Regions from separate parts of the Zea mays genome. Here region 1 is linked to region 2. The links are chromatin contacts, called in public Hi-C maps. All regions are on one chromosome and are shown on one strand. Each heading gives the region's core, a stretch centred on a gene start, on an enhancer-like site or on the middle of the called end of the contact. The rest is flanking DNA. Distances are from core to core; before and after follow the strand shown. Region 1 holds the start of LOC542507 (cytokinin oxidase 2). Region 2 holds the start of LOC100277443 (high chlorophyll fluorescence 153).

Region 1 (5,958 bases), core at 1,001-3,500, 210 kb after region 2:
TTCAGGCTAGCTACCTTCCGTAGATATTGTCTTTACAGGGGATACTTTTACCTACACTTTTGTACAATGTATGCTCTACAGAAGCCTTTAAATAGCAGGAACCGTCACAAAGACAATGGGAGTGACGCCTTTGGGAATATTCTCTGTCCTGGTGCTAGGATGGCTAGGGGATCATATCTGTGTTTCCTCCGTTCAAATGTCTCCCACCTTGCTCCAAAGTGGGTTTTCCACTGCTCCTGTGTGGTGTAGTGTGCTAGATACTGTTTCATCCCAATATCAGCCTCTTCACAGAACTCTACTATTTGGCTGTTCAGGCTCATCGCATGTGCAATGCTGCCGTGACCTGAGAGAGACGGTGCTGAAGAAAGGAATCCCACTAGGTAGAAAATTTCCTCATCTGGTATGACCACTGACGTTTTGTTGTCCCACCTGCATCAGAACGAACAGACGAATTGAGCTACCTTAACCGTGCGCAACTAGATTAACTTATTATTTGTGACAGTAATTTTTGCAAGTGAAGGAAGTTACTTTGATTTGTTCACTGGATAAAGCAATATAGGACCATTGTTGCTATCTTTCAGGATCCTGCCAAAGACTTCCGTAGCAAATCTGCGGATTGAGCTCCTCGGTATCAGAAGATTCAACCAAGGGTGTGGAACTTCCCAGAGGCTTTGTGCCCTCAGCTTCAGCTCAGAGGTGTGCACCCTGTCCAAAAACTCCAGGTACGTGACATCGGTGTGGAATAGAGTAGACTGTATGAATCTAAGCCGAGATAGCAGTACAGCAACTTCCTGTAAACATAAAATTTACAGTTATTATCATTGGAGTCTAATATCTTGGTGCAAAGTGAAATAACAGGCTCACCTGTTCCATGGTATCAGTGTCGCCACTATTGAAGTTCTTGGTTAGTTCGAGGCAGTATAGCACTCTTCCATCTGACTGGAAATGGCTTGCTTGGACTGGGTCCTGTGGCTTGAAGGACGCCCTCCAGTTGTTGAGGATGCCTGTCCTGTTTATGATGACAAAACCTTCAATGTAGTCAAAGGAGTTCTCTGCCATGATCAACATCTCCTGGTCTTCGGTGAAGCTTTCAAAATCCGAGTAAAGAACTCTTATCCACCTCACCTGTCATTGTATATATATACATCCATTTACTAAATGACTGCATGCTGTCTGGAGATTTCATTTAACTGAATCGCTTGTCTGATGACTTACCATCTCTGGAGCAGGCTCAAGTGCAATCCTTGCTCTGGTTATGATCCCGAACTGACCAAGACCGCCGAGAGCAGCATAGAAGAGATCAGAGTTATCCTCGGGTGAGCAGGTAACGACGTCTCCCCTTCCTGCATTTGGTTTTTACGATTATTACGATCAGCGACTGTTTTTTTTTATGTTTCGTTATGTATGCTCCAAGCTAGTTGATTGAATGCTTTGTGAGTTCGTTTGAGACCTGTCACAATCTCCAGTTGATTGACATTGCTGACCTGCGGTCCGTGGCGGAACGCCTGGCCGCTGACCCCCGCATTAGACAAGGTGCCACCGACCGTGAGATGGAGATAGTCCGTCCACGACTTGGGTGCCAGGCCGTGCTTCAGCGTCTCACGCAGGACATTGATCCAGAGCTCTCCTCCGGGGGCATCGACAAAGCCGTCGTGGACCTGGAGCCTAGCGCCCCGGAGCGACTCCATCCTGACCACGATCCCCTGGGCGGCCTGGGACTGACCCATGAGGGAGTGTCCATGCCCGCGCGCCGCGACGGTGAGCGGCGAGCCCTCGCCCAGGGAGAAGACGTGCCTCACGGTGGCGGCGATATCGGAGACCGAGCCTGGGTGGAGCACGGCGGCCGGCAGGAAGCTGCACTGGTTGCCGAAGTCCCGCGCCATGGCGGAGACGTCATGGAAGCTGAAATGACCGTCGAGGCGCAGCGCGCCGAGGGGCGATAGCATGTCCTCGTCGGGGACGTGCATGGTCAGCCTGGCGAGCGCCAGCAGGACCAGCAGCTTGAAGCAGTGCACCAGTGATGGCGGCTTCATGGTAGTCAGCCGGCCGGGCTCAATTTATAATTCGACAAACCAACAAAAAGGAGGGGAGTTCGGCAGGTTGGTGCTGGGCAGTTGGGGAGCTTGGAATCAGAAGGCAGAGAGAGAGAGAGAGAGAGAGAGAGAGAAGAGGGGGTTTCCTGGTTGCGCGCCAAGTTTCTTGAGGTGCAACGAGGTAAGACTAGAGGAGGAAGACGGAAGGAGGGTTGAAGAAGGCGGTGGCTGTCCATGCAGGGGAGGGAGGGGGCCTCTCTATATAGGAGCTTGCGGCTTGCCTCGCGACTCGCGAGGAGGAGTGTGGGTGGTGCGGTGGTCAGCTAGTCAGCTGTGGGCGCTAGCTGTTTGGTAAAAACCGTATGGCGACTGTCTGCTTGCCGGCTTGCTTGCTTGCCGGTTGCGAATTGAGGCGCAGACATGTGCTAGTGGTGCATTGCGGAAGTTTCTTTTTAGAGCATGATGTTCTCGCTTTGTAGCTGCTGTCTTAAGCAACGGGGGAACATGTGTTGGCTAGTTAACAGCCTAATGGAGACGACATAGCCACATATAGGTGAGACTGTGTGTGTGAGAGAGGGAGAGGCAAAAGAAGGGGGGCAGGATCGGATCCTCTGTTCCAGTATCACCGGCTCTCTCTCCGGACAGTCACATGGCTTGCATGCGTCTGTCCCTGGGCAAGCCCACAGGACATCCCTATGTTCTGCTCGCTGGTCATATGCTGTTGGATTGGAGCTCACCAACACTAATCAGCCTCTGATTCTGTGGCCTCACTGCCCTGCTCTCCTCCTCCATTTTCCCATGCCTGTACTGTAGAGGATCAGTTCCATGGTGACCCGGCCGGCCATCGTTGTTGAGCTTGAGCTGTGAGCTCAGCTTGTCCGTCTGGGAATTGATTGACAGGTTGGAGTTGGAGAGCAGCTAGCAGACACCAGGGGTCCTCACAAGTTAGTTTCTGGAAATCTAATAGCATCCGGGTGATGGCAACTTGGGCACACATGCGCGACCACTTCTGTGGTACGACTTGGACCGTCGCGTTTGCTGCCGCCTTTCCCCTTCCTCTGCGTATGTTTGCATGTGGAAGACGAGGCATACATACGCACACATGCGTACGCGGCACACCAAGCTCGTGTCGATTCTGTGTGGACGCCATGGAGTCCAGATCGACGACGTCGCGGAGGATAGCCTACTGGAGCCGAACGCAAGCAGCGGCGGATCGTCCGAGCAAGTCAAGCAGAGCAGCAGATTGCTATTGCTAGCTGGTCAGTCAGAACACTCGTGACTTGTAGGGCTGAGCCGATGATGTCGCTCGCTGTTGGTGTCAAGGAATTTATGCTAGTGCAGAGGTGAAACCGACACGATGGACACCGGCAGACGGCAACGCATCGGGATGCGACCAAGTGGTTCGGTCCGTTCCGTTCCGTTCCTGTGCGGCGGAGCGGAGCACTAGGCGATGGAGCTAGCTGGAGCAGGAAGCAAGCGAAGGGGACGGAGCCCATGCGTCGTCGTCGGGGTGGAGGCAGGGAGGCCACTTCGACCGTCCATCCTGTCCGCGCGCATGCATTACTTTGCCTGGTACTGGTAGGCAGACTCCACAACGGAGATTCTTGTCCACTCTCCACCTCATCCGTGCCAAAACTTACCTGTCTTCAGTGATTCGCCTAAAATAGGGTATATGACAACTGTTTGCAAAATAAAGTTTGAAATAAGGGATGTCATAGAAAATCTGCCGCAGATGGCCTAACAACTCAAATAGTAACACCTATATATTATATATACTACTACTATTAAAAAAATCTAGAGGGCCCTAATACTTGCGCAGCTTTTGCAATGCAAGCTGTTCCCGCCCCGATGGTAAACAAACATGTGAGGAACTATTCTAGTAATGGTTAAACTTATTCTTGTGATAAGTCTACAAATTTTACAGGGAAAAAAAGAGAAACATACCTGCTATGTAGCACATTCTGCAAATGGCTTTGTTTGCATTAGACCGTAATAATGAACAAAATGAAAAAGTGGTGTGTATGTTATGTATATTAAGAGACCGGCCCTCTGGCTTGGAAAGGCAAAAGCACACACATGTTTAGTGCTCACCACAGGCCACCTTCCAGAACACGGCCTCGGCCTGGCCTTCAAGCGCTGGGACCAACCACTACACCAAGAACGGTGGATCGTGGACGGATGGCGTGGCGCCACTGATTCATTGTGTTGCCAAATGACAGCCTTTTATGCGTTTGACCTTGACGGCGCCCGTCCGTTGCAATGCACCGTTGTGCCAATGTGGTCCACACAATTCATCGTCAGCAGTCACATGTATGTATGCTAGCTGGAAAGCCAAAATGCACACTGTGCTTTGAGCCTACGTACAGATTTATATATGCATGGATTCGGCATTTAACGGCCAGACGGAACAGAAGGAGATTTTTCTCCATTTAATTATCTACAAAGATACAGTATGTCAGTATCACTTTAGCTGATGGTCAGTTTTCTGACCAGTTTAAGAGAATGATGATAATAATGAGGCGCTTGCGATCGAGGTGCTCTTCTAAAACTGCATGATGCACAAGGGACCTCCGTTAACAGTAGTTATAGACAAGTCAGCCGATTGAGATGGTACCAATGATAGACGCCATTGTGCACAGGTGTTGTTGTTGTTGTTGCTGCTGTGTTCTCGCACTGACTGGCCAAGCTGATGTGCGAGCAAGACACTCACTGCCAGCGTTCTGAGGGGATGCTCGTGCATGCATGCATTGGACTATGGGAGACCGGACCTGAGGAAGCAGGGAGGTGGCCGGAGAGCGATTGCCGGTGCGGCCCGGCCTCGAGATCGCGCGGAAGTGGACTCCGGGGACCCATGCCCCACGTGGCCTTCTGGACATTTTCGCCGGTGGCTTTCGGCCCGTGGGGCCCAGTGGGGGGGGGGGGGGATGGCCCCATCCTGCTGCTTGCTTCTGGGATCTTGTACTTTTCTCATCTTCTCTCCGTCTCATCTGCATGAGGATGGCAGTTGCCAGGTAGACAGCCTCATGAGTTTATGATATAGTGGTAACGTTGTACCACGTTCACTCTTGCCCTTGGAATCCAAGTCTTGAGTTTGGTAGATAGTTTTTTTTGAATGGAAGGGGCAAAAGACTTGTCGCTCCGATATATTAGATTAGAGAAGAAAGGAAAGGATAATACAAAACCCAAGCCACTGAAGGGAAGAGGATAAGAAAGAAAAAATAAAAAAGTTAAAAAGAGTTAAAAGAACTTAAAAAGAGAACAAAAACCCACTAGTCCAGACCAACAAGACCTCAGCTACTAGCAATATCCGTTGACTGCAAGAGACACTTGTTCAACGCTTCTATGCTAACTTTGGAAAATTCTGTTATTTCTTTCCAGCCATAAATTCCACCAAAAATGAGTTTGGTAGATAGTTAGCTGTACAGCTAAAGGATTCTACACAATAGTTTTGTCAGACTAGTGGGTGTCATCCAATTGCAGTTTCTACGATTTTTGGAAACTCCTGTATAGAGATGGCAATAGGTACCCGATACTAGATAGGTAAAAACTTTGTTAGGACATGAATATGATGAATTTTGATACTCACATGTATTTTATTGGGCACTTTACTATACTCATTGGATATGGTGGGCATGTGTATGTTCTCTCGTCCTATATCCGTCACCCGATAGAAAATCCGCTAATCTATGACATATGTGTCAGATTATTAGAAATGTTCTATATAAAATTAGAAGAAAAGGTACGAAGGATGACCCTTAAGCTCCCACAACTTACACACCTTAAATATTTAAGTATTAAGTAATGTGTACCGAACAATTAGAATACTATCATAATGTTGTATGTTGTCTTTGAGAATTTTCTTTTGGGCTATGAGTGCTATATCTTGTGTAATCGGACGACATGATGGCGTTATTTAATGTTGAAT
Region 2 (5,340 bases), core at 1,276-3,775:
TCGGCGTGTGCTACGGCGTGAACGGCGACAACCTGCCCCCGGCGAGCGACGTGGTGCAGCTGTACCAGTCCAACGGCATCAACCTGATGCGCATCTACTTCCCGGACGCCAACGCGCTGAACGCGCTGAGCGGCACCAGCATCGGGCTCATCATGGACGTGCCCAACACGGACCTCGCCTCGCTGGCCTCCGACCCGAGCGCGGCGGCCGCCTGGGTGCAGAGCAACGTGCAGGCGTTCCCGTCGGTCAGCTTCCGCTACATCGCCGTGGGCAACGAGGCCTCCGGCGGGGACACCGGCAGCATCCTTCCCGCCATGAAGAACCTCAACGCGGCGCTGGCCAACGCCGGCCTGGGCGGCAGCATCAAGGTGTCCACGGCGGTGCAGAGCGACGTCACCCAGGGCTTCCCGCCGTCGCAGGGCACCTTCTCGCAGGGCTACATGGCGCCCATCGCGCAGTACCTGCAGAGCACCGGCGCCCCGCTGCTGTGCAACGTCTACCCCTACTTCTCCTACATCGGCAACCCGGCCCAGATCGACCTCAGCTACGCGCTCTTCACCTCGCCGGGCACCGTCGTGCAGGACGGCAGCAACGCGTACCAGAACCTCTTCGACGCGCTCGTCGACACCTTCGTCTCCGCGCTCCAGAACGCCGGCGCCGGCAACGTCCCAGTCGTCGTGTCCGAGAGCGGCTGGCCGTCCGCCGGGGGCGACGCCGCCACCGCGGCCAACGCGCAGACCTACAACCAGAACCTCATCAACCACGTCGGCCAGGGCACGCCCAAGCGCCCTGGCCCCATCGAGACCTACATCTTCGCCATGTTCAACGAGGACCAGAAGACGGGAGCCGAGTCGGAGAGGCACTTCGGCCTCTTCAACCCGGACAAATCGCCGGCGTACCCCATCAATTTCTCCTAATTCCTAAACAAGACGCCGAGGTCCATTCCAAGACATTTATAAGGCAATACACACACATAGATATATACATACACATACATACGGGAGAAAGTAGAATAAATAAACTGCCTGCAGTAGAATGCAAAGTGTATTCATGTAAGGCAACTGCTTCGATTATTTCCTAAAGATCAATAACAAGAAGTACAATTATTTCTATATATGCTTTCAATTCCTCCTAATTTTCTCCTTTGCGAGCATGCATATTTCCAAGAGAGCCAAGACAATCGCCAAACTAAGGACGTGTTACTCGTTCTATTCCACAAATTTAGGTCATGTTTAGTTTCAATTAGTCCTAGGACTAAACTTTAGTCCCTACATGTTTGGTTTTAAGGACTAAATAGATCCTAAAGTCATTAAATACATTGTCCAAAGACTAAAATGCCCTTAGAATATACTCATAATATTAGTTATCTATAAAAAAGGTAAGGGCAACATGATAATTATGAGCTTTTAGTCTCTTTTAGCACCTATGTGAAGGACTAAAGACTAAATCATTTTAGTCTATATTTTAGTCCTAGTGTTTGGCAAAAAAGGGACTAAATGAGACTAAAAACTAGAGACTAATCTTTAATCCCTCTAACAAACACCCCCTTATTGAAATTGACTCATCCCTAGTATTATTACTAATTATTAGATTATAAAAAATAAAATAGTGATAGATGAACTTATTATATTCCACAAACTAAACAAAAAAAAAGCGAGAACTCATTCCTCAAACCATACACGCTATAATTAAACTCTCTCTCTGTGTCTCTGAGCATGAACACGGAGAAGAGAGCGTCTAATTACACTCGTCTTCTCGGCCTGTTCCTGGTGCGTGGACCGACAACGGTGGCGGGTTCCTTCTCCTCCACCGGTACCGGCGGCAGCTCTTCCTCTGCGTCCTCATCCGCTTCGTTAATGTCGTCGTCTTCCTCACCGGCGCCGTCGTCATCGGACGCCTCGTTCTCTTCCAGTATCGCCCGGTTTATCTCCATCTGCGCATGCACGGGCAGCCGCCGTTTGGCTAAGCGTTGTTAACAGTAAATTGTACGTCGCTTCAGTCGAGTTTGTGGATAACCAGATGTGCATTTTTTTTAATTCAACCCCAGGTACACAACTACAAGCAGAGTAGCGCGCGCAAGCAGCTGCTAGCAGAAGCGCACGTGTTGCGGGTACTGTCATACTGTGTTGTAGTGGTACTCTTACCGTACCTCCCTTAGGAATCGGTCGTCGAGGTCGTCGGCGACGCGAGCGGCGGTGACGAGCGTGCCGACGAAGAGGGAGAGCGGGAGCACGAAGGCGAGGATGAGCGCGTTGGTGCTGGGCGGCCCGCCGGCGCGCACCACCAAGAGGCGGCCCCGGCCCCGACCCCGCCGCCGCGCGCCGCCTGGTGGCAGCGGCCTGGCGCAGCAGCTGCTGGCTCGGACGGCGGCAGGGCGGCCGCAGCACGGCGGCGTGGCGCCGAGGCGAGGTGGCAGGCAGAGCGCACTGAGGTGGCCGCCCCGCGCCATGGCCTGCTCCTCGAAGCCTCCGGAATCGCAGGCTCCCAGCGGTCGGGGCAGCCTTATCCGGTGGCGGTGGTGCTGTTGGCAAGCACCAGGCACTGGGCAACTTGGCAATGCGCGCGCGCGCGCTTCAGTGACCTGGACCTGGACCTGGACTGATTGAGGCGGCGGATTGGGCTGGACGGGATGCCATGAAGAGGCTTTCTAGGCCCGCGTATGCCAGACACCGGTCCAAGTCCAACATAGCGTGGGAGGATTCAGCCCAGCTAAACAGCTTATCCGGTGGGCTGCCGAAGCAAAAAAATAAAAATAAAATTATATAAAAAATATGTGCCGCGGGGTTGCCAGCGGTTTCGTGTTTATGAAAATTAAAAAAGATGTCACGTCCGGAGCTCGCGACCGCGAGACTGGGCGATGACTTGGGTGGATGTGCTTTTAGCGCGACCATATCTGTGATCTGCTGGACGCGTGAATGCTGCGGTACTTATTTTCTGCGATCTGTTGGATGGCGTGGCGTGGCAGCGCAGCAACTAAAACGGGACGACCAGAGCCCTGTTAAGTAACCATAGTTAAGGTTATGTGGGCAAATACCTGTTTTGCCCCTGAGGGGTCTCACATCTCTATATAAGGAACATGTACACCCCCTCATAATACAGAGATCAGAAAGAGGCCAGAGGCCCAACCCTATATCCAGTGTCTCGTGTGTTTCCTCTGTCGTGCTTATGGGAAGGGAGACGGGTTCTCTACATCTTCTTGCGCCTCTACTTCTGACGGGAGGGAAGGGAGCGGATCTGGTGATCCGTGGTAACGTAGTTCTTAACACGTTATCAGCACGCTCTACCTCGACGTTGCTGCGGGATCAGATCTGCATCAACTCTTCGTCAAGCTGGCAGGTCTTTTGGCCTAGCCAAACTGTCCTACGCGACAGGCTTCGTTTCCGTTCGCTGATGAAGAAATGTGGTATGAAATCTCTGGTGGACGATTTACTTTTGTTGACGGTAAACAAAGCATCGTCGTGAAAATACTACGGGCAATGCGGCAAGAAGAAAACAACATCCGACGGTAGTCTTGATGGTCGCGCATCGTGTGCACCGTCCAGCACGCGTTGTCTCACTCCGCACAGCAGGCCACCAGCCCGTGCGCCCTCGTGCTTGTGACTGCGGCCTCGGCCAACGGCTTCCATATCGCGCCTGAGTTTGTGCCTGTGATGGAGGCACACCTCGCCATGGCCACGCCCGTATCGGAGGCTTGCCAGCATGGTTGTGACGGAGTCCACGCGTCTGTGGAAGGCGGCGATCTGGGCGCATCTGTGGCCAGGCAAAAGTGCCTTGGTCCGTCCGAATTTGTTTATTGGACTGGATCATCGTCTATCTGGGATCTGGCGATGCAGGTGGATAAAAATGAGACTGTTTCCACGGTCTAATCTGCATGTTTGTGCAATGCGCGATTTGTGGCCATGCACGAAGCAAGCCAACGGATGGGAGATGGCGTGGACCATTTCCTCCTCTGTACATTGAAGCGTAGGCGAGAATTATTTCTTTTCCGTGCGCATGGGCCCCACCATCTTGCATGTCCGCATGCACGCATGGACGACTGGACGTGATGCCTTATTTCCGATCTGGTCAAATAGGCTAGTTTAAGGTGCATGTGTCCAACAGGTGAATAAAACCCCCATTTATTATACGCAATTTTCCTTATATTTTATATGGATAATTTTTTTTCCTAAATTTATACAAGTTTAAATTGTATGCATGCTTTATGTAATTGTCTCTACCTTAATTAATTATTTCCTGTAGTAAATAATTACTAGAAAAATGCATGCTTACATACAAGGAAGTTGCCTTTTACACCTGATGTGTTATGCTCATGCATTAATTTTGGTGTTTATTTTTCTGCTTTTATTTATCTGGTAGATATTAGCAGAAAAATATTAAAATGCATGTAAACTCTATATTGTGCATATTTAAATCGCTCTAAATATTTATATTATGTTGAGCTTTTGGGTACTCAAACATGTCGATCAGACTTTGTTGTTAATCGGTTGAGTTATGGCATTGGCGAGCATTGGTTGCGCCCTGGCAACACGACACGTTATTTGTGTCGTACGAATTTGGCTGCGTCATGTGATTGCTATGTTGCACTCTCACTTAGTCGGACCACTCCCGTTGAGCCGGACCGCCATCACCGAGTCGCGTATTTTTTGCATGCCCTGCAGGCACGGTTCGGCCGCCATGATCAGCGAGCCACAATTACGCCTGTTGCGCACGTTGCGTGGACTTATCCTGTACCCGACTATCGATCCACAATTGCGCCTGTTGCGCTTGTTACGGAGGCTTATTCGTTATCATAGCCTTGATGGCTACACACACGTTGACGCCAGATACGCTGGAGCTTGTACTCGCATGGAATGTGGTGGATTATTCGAGCCCCTAAAGTCACAGCATAGCGCAACCCTTGTAAACAATGTTGTTTAACTCTATCTTTTATTTGATTGTTTTGTGTGGCATCATATATTTATTTATATTGCCAAGTGGCCATAACAACTATATCAAGCTCTATAGTGCTTGAATAATCTGGGAAAATTAAATTGAAATACAATGAAACACAGATAAGTTAATTCTTTGCTCTCTCCTCATGCATAAAGTTTTACCCGAAGTAACCCGAAGATATATAATATAATGCATGAAAGCCTTTTTGGCATAGAAGACATCACAAATTGGGATTCTATTAGTAAGCAAAAGGCCTTACCAAATAATTTAATACTATAAATCTCAGCCATATATTGCTCAACCAGATGTTAGCACATTGCTCTCTTTGTCGCTAAATGACATGAAGCAAACTATGAGATAAAAGGACATGTAATCGCCAGCAACACGAAGTTGCGAGTATACCGAGAG

What was found. A called contact is a pair of places that touch in the nucleus more often than the background predicts.
Region 1: a Hi-C map of ear shows a contact between it and region 2, with 2.9 times the contacts expected there. The contact joins the promoter of LOC542507 here to the promoter of LOC100277443 in region 2. A contact is called at or near these places in 4 of 25 Hi-C or Micro-C datasets (ear, endosperm, root tip and 1 more).

The regions. Positions count from the first base shown.
Region 1 is chr3:154,305,199-154,311,156 of Zm-B73-REFERENCE-NAM-5.0, forward strand. LOC542507 (cytokinin oxidase 2) reads right to left here and starts at 2,251. Exons shown (of 5, transcript NM_001112056.2): 1 at 1,451-2,251; 2 at 1,216-1,343; 3 at 865-1,125; 4 at 529-791; 5 at 1-429. The coding sequence starts at 2,033. The coding sequence ends at 105. LOC103650766 (a long non-coding RNA gene) reads left to right here and starts at 582. Exons shown (of 4, transcript XR_564373.4): 1 at 582-1,101; 2 at 1,230-1,324.
Region 2 is chr3:154,099,653-154,104,992 of Zm-B73-REFERENCE-NAM-5.0, forward strand. It overlaps LOC100277443 (high chlorophyll fluorescence 153), which reads right to left and starts at 2,526. Exons shown (of 2, transcript NM_001151004.2): 1 at 2,150-2,526; 2 at 1,551-1,933. The coding sequence starts at 2,449. The coding sequence ends at 1,742. It overlaps LOC100037765 (glucan endo-1,3-beta-glucosidase homolog 1), which reads left to right. Exons shown (of 2, transcript NM_001112264.2): 2 at 1-1,098. The coding sequence ends at 917.